2 separate regions of the Ovis aries genome follow, and region 2 is linked to region 1. Evidence: chromatin contacts called from public Hi-C data. All regions are on one chromosome and are shown on one strand. The core of a region is the stretch at or near the end of the contact, and the rest is flanking DNA. Distances in the headings are between cores, read along the strand shown. Region 1 holds the start of DYRK2 (dual specificity tyrosine phosphorylation regulated kinase 2). Region 2 has its middle 190 kb from the start of CAND1.

Region 1 (4,277 bases), core at 1,138-3,637:
ATATTTGCCATTAATACAGGTTGGAACCATCAATAATAAATAGAATGAGAGAAGTCCCAGCAATTGTAAATAGTAATTCAGAGGTCAATAAGAATATGATTTTTAAGTCTTTGATTTGAAAGATATAGCATTTATAATTAAAATAGTGAAAGATACTAGACTAATTGCAAATTTTCCTTAAGAAAGCAAAAAATTAAAAAATGGAAATTGCACTTGTCATGTCATGAAGCAATACACTAGGAAAAGTTCTCTAAACATACAGTTTTCCTTTGATCAAAGTTAATGATTCATTGTGTGTGTGATTTTCCTTCGCTGGAAAAACAGTGTTCCTTTTCCTCATGTTTAATGTGGAAATTAATATTATTAACATGGATTCCACAAACTATGACATCTAGCAGTTATTGCTTTTCTTATTCATGAAAAAGCAGAATAGTTAGCTTCTGTTGAAGTATAATAATTATTTGAGTAAAATAACAGTGTCACATTATATCAAAATTGAATTTTTGGCTTCACATTTTTCATTTGAACATCAGTTGTATGGAAGGCTCACTAAGAAAAGGAAAAAGTATGAAAATAATTATTTTGAAAGGGAAGGAAGGAAAAGAGGTGTGAGGTTTCTTAAAAAGCCAAGGTAGTGTAACACAGCACAGGGTTAGATTAGAGGGACTCAGAAAATGAGTTCTAGCTTCAACTCTGCTACTAAGGAATCCCTTTTCATTGAGAATACTGAATATGTTTCCCCAGGCAAATCTGAGTGTGATAGCCTGTGATGACAAGCAAAGGGGACTATGCTCTTCTGGGACCAGATCAGGACCAGATCTTCCTTTGTAAAGGCTTATTATTGGGTTGACTGTTTCAGTGTGGTTCTGGTTTATTAAGAGAAGGCACAGAGAGGACCCGTTTGAGGTACATATTACCAGTCACAATTTTATGCTTTGCCACCTGTTCTCTCTGCCAGTGCCCTCAATCCTTGCTGCCTCCTGTGGGATCCCTGAAGACTCTGAGAGGGTCACACTGTAACTTTGAAACACCCATTTGGGGGCATTTGCATAAAGCTGAGAGTGATGTTGCTGACAGGTTGCTATGACAATTTGCAAACAGTAGAGGGAATGGGTCCCCATTCTGATTTGAATCTGCACTAGCTCAGGCCTGCACACTTGATCTGGCCAGCGGCCGCAGAGTCCCAGGACAGACTTAACGGACCCAGGCCCCCAGGAGAACTTCAGAAACCAGGCATATCTTAGGAAGAAAGCGCAAGACAAGCTTCCCGCTTCCCGTCTCCCCTCCCGCTGAAGTAACAAAACCTGTGACCTTTGCACAAAGACCTGTGCCACAGACGACACGAGGCGGGTGTGAGAAGGGCAAGCAGTTTTCCCGTCTGCAAGGGAAAGAGAGGCTGTATATGGCAAAATAAAAAGGGAAATTCTCCACGTGTCTTGGATGGGAAAGGGAAAGAGACTTTGTGTCTCTGGAGGAGAGGAACTGAAGGTATCGTTTGGGAAGGTGTGTCTCTCCCAGTGGCCGAGCAGGGAAAGGCTCGGAGTTGTTAAGGAAATGGGAGGTGTCTCTGATGTTTATTTTTGCCTAGCAACCCACAGCCAGCTGCTTCCCCGGCAGCCGTCCACACGCGCCTCGCTGCCTCCCCTCGTCCTAGCGACTGGAGAGCGGTCATTTGGTGTCAGTAAACCCGGGAGGGAGTATGTGCGGTGGAGGTGGAGGTGGAAGCGGGAGGGCAGCCCCCTCCTTGGCCCACGTTCTGGGTCACCAGGCTAAGGCTCGGCTCTCCAGAGGGGCTAGACTTACCTTAGCCAGGTGACCCTCGCACAACTAAGTTATTTTCACGATCAGATGGGGCGATGGGGTGGTTAAGCCACTGGGACCCGGAAGGCGGGGAGGGGGGCGGGCAGTATTGTCTGCGAGCAGCCATTAGGTTCGGCAAGCTGAAAATGCATACGTGTTTGGGGAAAGCGCTCGGAAGGGGAGGGGGGTTTTCTGCAGTGATTTCGGTGGGAGGGAAGCGGTGGTGGGTTGCGCTGGGCGGGGAGAGGACGAGGCCGGGGAGGGCAGAAGGTCGTTAGCTGAGGCGCCGAGGGGAGCAATGCAGATGGCCGGAGGGGGAGGCGAAGGGCGAGCGGAGGCTGCGGAGTTTTCCGGGGAGTGGAGGGGTGTCTACGCCGAAGACTGGGGGCGGGGGCGAGCGGGGAGGGACTTCGGTGGGCGGCTGGGTGGGGGAGGGGTGGACGCGGGAGCGAGTGGCGCGGCGGCGGCGGTGGGGGAGCCCGGGGGCGGGGCCTGCCCGGCGGCGGAGGGAGCGGGGGCGGGGCTGCCCTCCTGGGCCGTGCGGCGCGCGGGCTCCCGGCGAGTGTGCGCGGGGGCGCGCCTGCGCGGGCCCGGGAGGAGGCTCCCGAGCGAGTCGGCCCAGGCGGCGCAGCCCGCCGCTCCCCCGCGCCCTATGCGAGGGAATCGGGGAGGCCCGCGGCGCGCCGGGGAGGGCGAGGCATGTGCACGGGCCGGAGGGTGCTGAGGCCGCCCGAGGAAGAGGAGGACGGCGGCGGCGGCGAGGAGAGCGGGGGGCTCGCGGCGGCGGGCCCGGGCCGAGGGGATGCAGCGGACTGTGTGTGTCTGACTGTAGCTGACGCGAGGCGGCGAGGAGGCGCCGGAGATCCGCCAAAGGGGCAACCAGGGGGCGGCCGCGGTGGCGGCCGCGAGAAGTAGCAGCAGGACGGGCGGCGGCGGCGGCGGAGACGGCAGCCTTGAGATGCATTTTCTTCTCCAGCGGCCATGTTAACCAGGAAACCTTCGGCCGCCGCTCCCGCCGCCTACCCGACCGGTAAGGAGGCCCGGGCCCCGCTGCCCCCGCCGGCCCCCGGGCCAGCCCTCGTGGCGCCGGCGCCCGCTGCCAGCAGGACCTCGAACAAAGTCTGCGCCGTGACTGGGCGGCGCGGGGTTCCCCGGGTGGACGGCGCGCCCTCGCCTCAGCTCATTGTTAACACGCGGGCCCCGAGGCTCCTCGGAGCGGAGCCCTCCGGCTGGACTGGAGCCGTTCCTGACCTCCCCAGTCTGGGGCTCGGCGATGCGGCGGCGCCCGGGTCGGCAGTCCAGTCCCGCTCCGGGCCTACGGACGCCCGCAGAGTGGACCGCCGGCCCGGCTCAGCCCGGCTCCCTGGCGGGGTCGCGAACTCGCTCGCGCGCGGGGAGCCCTACTTAACTTTGCAGCCGCCGGAGCCCCGCCCGTGGGCGCGCCGGGTTTCTGCGTCCCAGGCCTCCCGCCGCTCCTGGGGCGCTCGCACTCAAGGTCCCTGGCTCGGCCCCGGGGGAGAGCGGGCTCCGCAGCCTGGAGGGGTGGGGTGGGGCGGGGCGGGGCCACGGGGTCCCAGTGACTTTCTCCCCCTTGACCCTCTTTTGTCTCCTCCCGCGCGTGGCTGCCAGGCCGAGGAGGGGACAGCGCCGTCCGCCAGCTTCAGGCTTCCCCGGGGCTTGGTGCGGGGGCCCCCCGGAGCGGAGTGGGGACCGGCCCGCCCTCCCCCATCGCCCTGCCGCCTCTCCGAGCCAGCAACGCTGCCACCGCAGCCCACACGGTGAGACCCAGCCCGTGGGCGGCTGGGATGGGGACGAGGGGCGGGAGAGGGGCCCGGGGCACCAGCACCCGGACTTGGGAGCTTCTGCAGCCGGGAGAGGGGAGAGAGGTCGAAGTGCGAGTGTCTCCACGGCCCTGGCCAGTGGCCTTTCCGGGACGCCGCCCTCTGGAACTTGGGCGAGCCTAAAGCTGCAGCCACAAAGGAGGATTCGTGGCACGGGCCCCTCACTTCCCCTCCGGAGCCCGCCCACCCCTGCGCTCCTCTTGCTTCGAACTTCCTCCGGCTCTCTTTCCCCTCTTTTTTTTCCCCGGTCCTTGCTTCCTTGAGCTCCTTTCCCAGACCCGATAAACATCCCTCCCCCTCCGCCACCAAGTTGGGTAGTGGATATTTATAGAAATAGATCTGTGTTAGGGTCAGCCTGGCTGTCCTGCCCGGAAAATAGATCCCCCAAAGAGCCTCGCAGGCCTGGCCTCAGCCAGCAGGGAGCACCGCCAGTTGTCCCCCGCGTGTGGAAGCATGTTTTATGAGTGCTACAGGTTTGAGCATAGCAGAAATTGTAATTAACATTAACAAAAATAAGAGCCGCAGCTGCAGTCAAAACAAGCCACCCCTGTAGGTTTCTGCAGTTGGGTATTCAGAAGGAAAAGGCCAGCTTTGCTTCCCAGGGAGGTGGGAAGGGCAGGGCACTTGAAAGGGCCA
Region 2 (4,277 bases), core at 772-3,271, 190 kb before region 1:
GCAAGCCCTAATCACCTGGCTCCAGAGCTTATAATCACTCTTCTATTCTGGGGACCAGAGTTCCCTGAGGAATCAGGGGTTCCCTATTGCTAGTTTCTGGACAAAGCTCCACTGAGTTTCCTTAGGCGGAATGACTCAGACTTAGGGAAAGGAACCATGCAAAAGGTGATGACTTCTGGGTCAAGACCAGATCTTTTGGGTAATAAACTAGATTCAAAGCTAGATGTCACTGCTGTGTGGAGTAGGGAGAATAAGGCATTTGGAGACATGACAGTTTCTTTGGGAATAGGCCTGTGTCCATGATGGAAACCCCATGAGAAGAGTCTGTCATTTTGGATATTTCTCTCTTATACCATGGGAAAACTCATATACGGTATAAGGATTTAAGTTTTGTAAAGCAGAATGTATTGTTGGTTTCTTAAATTACTCCAGTTGTTCAGACAAGACTGATACCCCTCTACTCCTCTGCGGTGACACAATGAATGTTTCAGGCACTTGATTGAAGTGTGCTCAGCCCATCAACCTCTTTTCTGAGCTCACCAGAAGGGAGAGGTACCCACTGAAGGGGGTGCCTGGGAGTTCCTGATGGTGATCAGTGCGGGAGGGGCCGGGGCAATGGCAGAGTAGGAAGGAAAACATGATGCTCAGCAAGTTCTAGGAGAAGAAAGGATGTAAATTCAATCTCTCCTTCCAATATTTTCTTAGGGAATCTGACCTGTGTGAGAGGGAAGGAGGATGCTTGGGTTAGATCTTTCTTTACTAAAGATCAAGAAGATTGTGGCTTGGTTGCATGATTTCAAAAAGATAGTAAGTCAGAGTGAATCTTGTGTAGCCCATCAAATGGGATTTGGCAGAAAGAGGACTGAGAGGCTGCTGGATGACCAGGGCAGGAGGAAGCCAGATAGCAGCCTTGTTTGGGATCCTGGCTGATGTGTCTAGGTGTGGAGCAGATGGTGTTTAAAATGAAAGTCAGCAGTATCCACCTCAAGGGAAAGGTGGAGTCTGGGCTAAAGTGGGGTGATCTGGCCATGAAGATAACAGAAGGTGTTAGGCACAGCAACTTAGAGAAATATTCTGGAGCAGGTACCAATACTGCTGAGTTCTCCTGCAGTAACTGTCATTGGAGGACCAGAAAAATGGCAAAAGAACATTTACCAGTTAGGGTTAAGGTTCACTTTGCAAACAGACATTGGATACGTCATGTGTCTGGCCTTGCACTAAGCCCCGGAGATGCCAAGACTTTAGAAAGACATGATCTCTGCTTACAAAGAGCTCACAGTCCAGGGGGATGATCTGGAAAATCAATACGATGGTTTGTTGTAAGTTCTCTGATGGGACACACACAAGCCCTTTGGGCTCACAGGAGGACAGAGAATCTAGACGTTAACTGGGGGAGATGGTGACAAAGAAGACTTCCTGGAGGAATGACATTGATGGGGATGTCCTATTGATAGGGAAGCATTCAGCATGTATGTTTAGGATGAATTGCTGTCAGCCTGGAAAACGGGGAGGGGATGGGGGATTTTTTAAGGCAGATCCTTTTAGGTTCTTACTCAAATTTGAGTAAGAGCCAGAGGAAGGAGGAGCCCTGAGGAGATCAGTATAACTAGAGAGGACTGTAGCAGCAGGAAGTGGCTAGAACTGACTCAGGAGTCAGGAACAGATCACAGTGGGGCTATAATCAGCCTATGGGGCTGTCAGCACTTTACAGAGGAGACCAGTGAGCTCAGGGGTTCAGAGACTTTCCCCAAATCACACAGTACATGTGGCAGACCTGGTAGTGGATCTAATAGCTACTCACCCCAAATGGGGAGCTCTTTTCCTATTTTTCCTTTGCATCTTTATTTTGATAAAAGTTTAAGTTATTAAAATTTGTACGCAAATAACATGCTCATCTCCAATAGACCCCTCTGCTCAACGTTGGCCCGGAAGTCACTGCATCCTCTCAGGACTGAACAAATTGTAATGTATTGAAACAGATTCTACCCTGATCCTGATGGAGGCAGCAGATCACCAAGAAGTCAGCTCTGTGCTAAACTAGCCTGGAGCATTAGCTTGGGAGGGCCAGGCTTCATTTGTATTCTAAAGGAGAGAGTCCAGGGAGAAAAATGCACAGCAGTTTCTTTCATAAAATGTTTAAAGGACTAGTTTGTTCATGACCTTGGTTGATTAGGGTCAGGAACTTGACATCCTAATGCTGAATGTATCAGAAAAATCTGTGTTTGCTCACTGCCCCTGCTCCAAACAGGCTTCTAACTTCTAGCTCTAACTTCCTGCATAGCCCTCAGGAAATGCAAGTTGGTCTGAGGGGTTTTTTTGTTTGTTTGTTTTTCTCTTTCCCTTTCCAGTTTGGGGAAAATCCAGCATAATTGTGGCATTTACCCACTGATAAGTGAAAAATCAACATCATTGCAAACAGTGAGTGTTGGCCTAACTCCTAAGAACTCATAGTACTTCACCTGGGTGGCTGCCTCCTTGGCCAAATGTCTGATGACAGTCTTTCCATGTTGTTACCTGGCTTTCGGCTTCAGTCCCCTTTATGTATTCCTCCCCTGGGCTCTGCTGATCCTGGCTTGTCTTGGACAAAGTTGAGAAATAGGCAAAGAATGCCTTTTGGGCTTAAACCTTCTTTTTCTTCTTCTTCCTCTGGGACTCAAGCTCAGTGGTTCAGGCGCCCAGTGTTACATCATTTCTCTCTCCTCTTCCATCAAGATGATGACCAAGAAAGTAATCTCAAACTTAATTGTTGGAAGAGACTAACTTCGATGATAACAGCTTACACATAGGTGGGGCACACTTTGCAAAACACCTTGTTCTCAAAGTTTTGTGTACATTGACTCAATGTGTTATCCCAATAATTTTGTACATTGACTCAAAATAATTCTGTGCACTAGAGAAAGTCATTAGCTCTCTCAGTCACAGAGCGGTTAGTTTACTGACCCAAGGTCATAGTGTTAGAACAGGGTAGAAACATTTGAACCCAGGAAGTCTGACTTTGTTCACTCTGCTGCTGCTAAGCTGCTTCAGTTGTGTCCGACTCTGTGCGACCCCACAGATGGCAGCCCACCAGGCTCAGCCGTCCCTGAGATTCTTTGGGCAAGAACACTGGAGTGGTTGCCATTTCCTTCTCCAATGCATGAAAGTGAAAAGTAAAAGTCAAGTCGCTCAGTATTGTCCCACTCTTAGCGACCCCATGGACTGCAGTGTACCAGGCTCCTCCATCCATGGGATTTTCCAGGCAAGAGTACTGGAGTGGGGTGCCATTGCCTTCTCTGGACTTTGTCCATGGGCTCAGCCAATTCATTCAGTTCAGTTTAGTTCAGTTGCTCAGTCGCTCAGTCATGTCTGACTCTTTGCAACCCCATGAATCACAGCAAGTCAGGCCTCCCTGTCCATCACCAACTCCCGAAGTTCACTCAGACTCACGTCCATTGAGTCAGTGATGCCATCCAGCCATCTCATCCTCTGTCATCCCCTTCTCCTCCTGCCCCCAATCCCTCCCAGCATCAGAGTCTTTTCCAAAGAGTCAACTCTTCCCATGAGGTGGCCAAAGTACTGGAGTTTCAGCTTTAGCATCATTCCTTCCAAAGTAATCCCAGGGCTGATCTCCTTCAGAATGGACTGGTTGGATCTCCTTGCAGTCCAAGGGACTCTCAAGAGTCTTCTCCAACACCACAGTTCAAAAGCATCAATTCTTCAGTGCTCAGCTGTCTTCACAGTCCAACTCTCATATCCATACATGACTACAGGAAAAACCATAGCCTTGACTAGACGGACCTTAGTTGGCAAAGTAATGTCTCTGCTTTTGAATATGCTATCTAGGTTGCTCATAACTTTTCTTCCAAGGAGTAAGCATCTTTTAATTTCATGGCTGCAGTCACCATCTGCAGTGATTTTGAAGCCCAAAAAATTAAAGTCTGACACTGTTTCCACTGTTTTCCCATCTATTTCCCATGAAGTGATGGGACAAGATGCCATGATCTTCATTTTCTGACTGTTGAGCTTTAAGCCTTTTTTTCACTCTCCTCTTTCACTTTCATCAAGAGGCTTTTAGTTCCTCTTCACTTTCTGCCATAAGGGTGGTGTCATCTGCATATCTGAGGTTATTGATATTTCTCCTGGCAATCTTGATTCCAGCTTGTGCTTCTTCCAGCCCAGCGTTTCTCATGATGTACTCTGTATAGAAGTTAAATAAGCAGGGTGACAATATACAGCCTTGACATACTCCTTTTCCTATTTGGAACCAGTCTGTTGTTCCATGTCTAGTTCTAACTGTT

Evidence for each region. A called contact is a pair of places that touch in the nucleus more often than the background predicts.
Region 2: a Hi-C map of tail adipose tissue shows a contact between it and region 1, with 2.1 times the contacts expected there. The contact joins the enhancer-like site here to the promoter of DYRK2 in region 1. A contact is called at or near these places in 2 of 16 Hi-C or Micro-C datasets (hypothalamus and tail adipose tissue).

What each region holds. Positions count from the first base shown.
Region 1 is chr3:152,298,453-152,302,729 of ARS-UI_Ramb_v3.0, reverse strand. It overlaps DYRK2 (dual specificity tyrosine phosphorylation regulated kinase 2), which reads left to right and starts at 2,387. Exons shown (of 2, transcript XM_027967475.2): 1 at 2,387-2,830.
Region 2 is chr3:152,488,120-152,492,396 of ARS-UI_Ramb_v3.0, reverse strand. No RefSeq gene overlaps it. Among named protein-coding and RNA genes, the nearest start is that of CAND1, 190 kb to the left of the region's middle. Within about 2 kb of position 2,021, at least 12 of the 54 cell types and tissues checked have an H3K27ac peak or open chromatin away from gene starts, as enhancers often do. A contact at or near this core is called in tail adipose tissue, where this site is marked.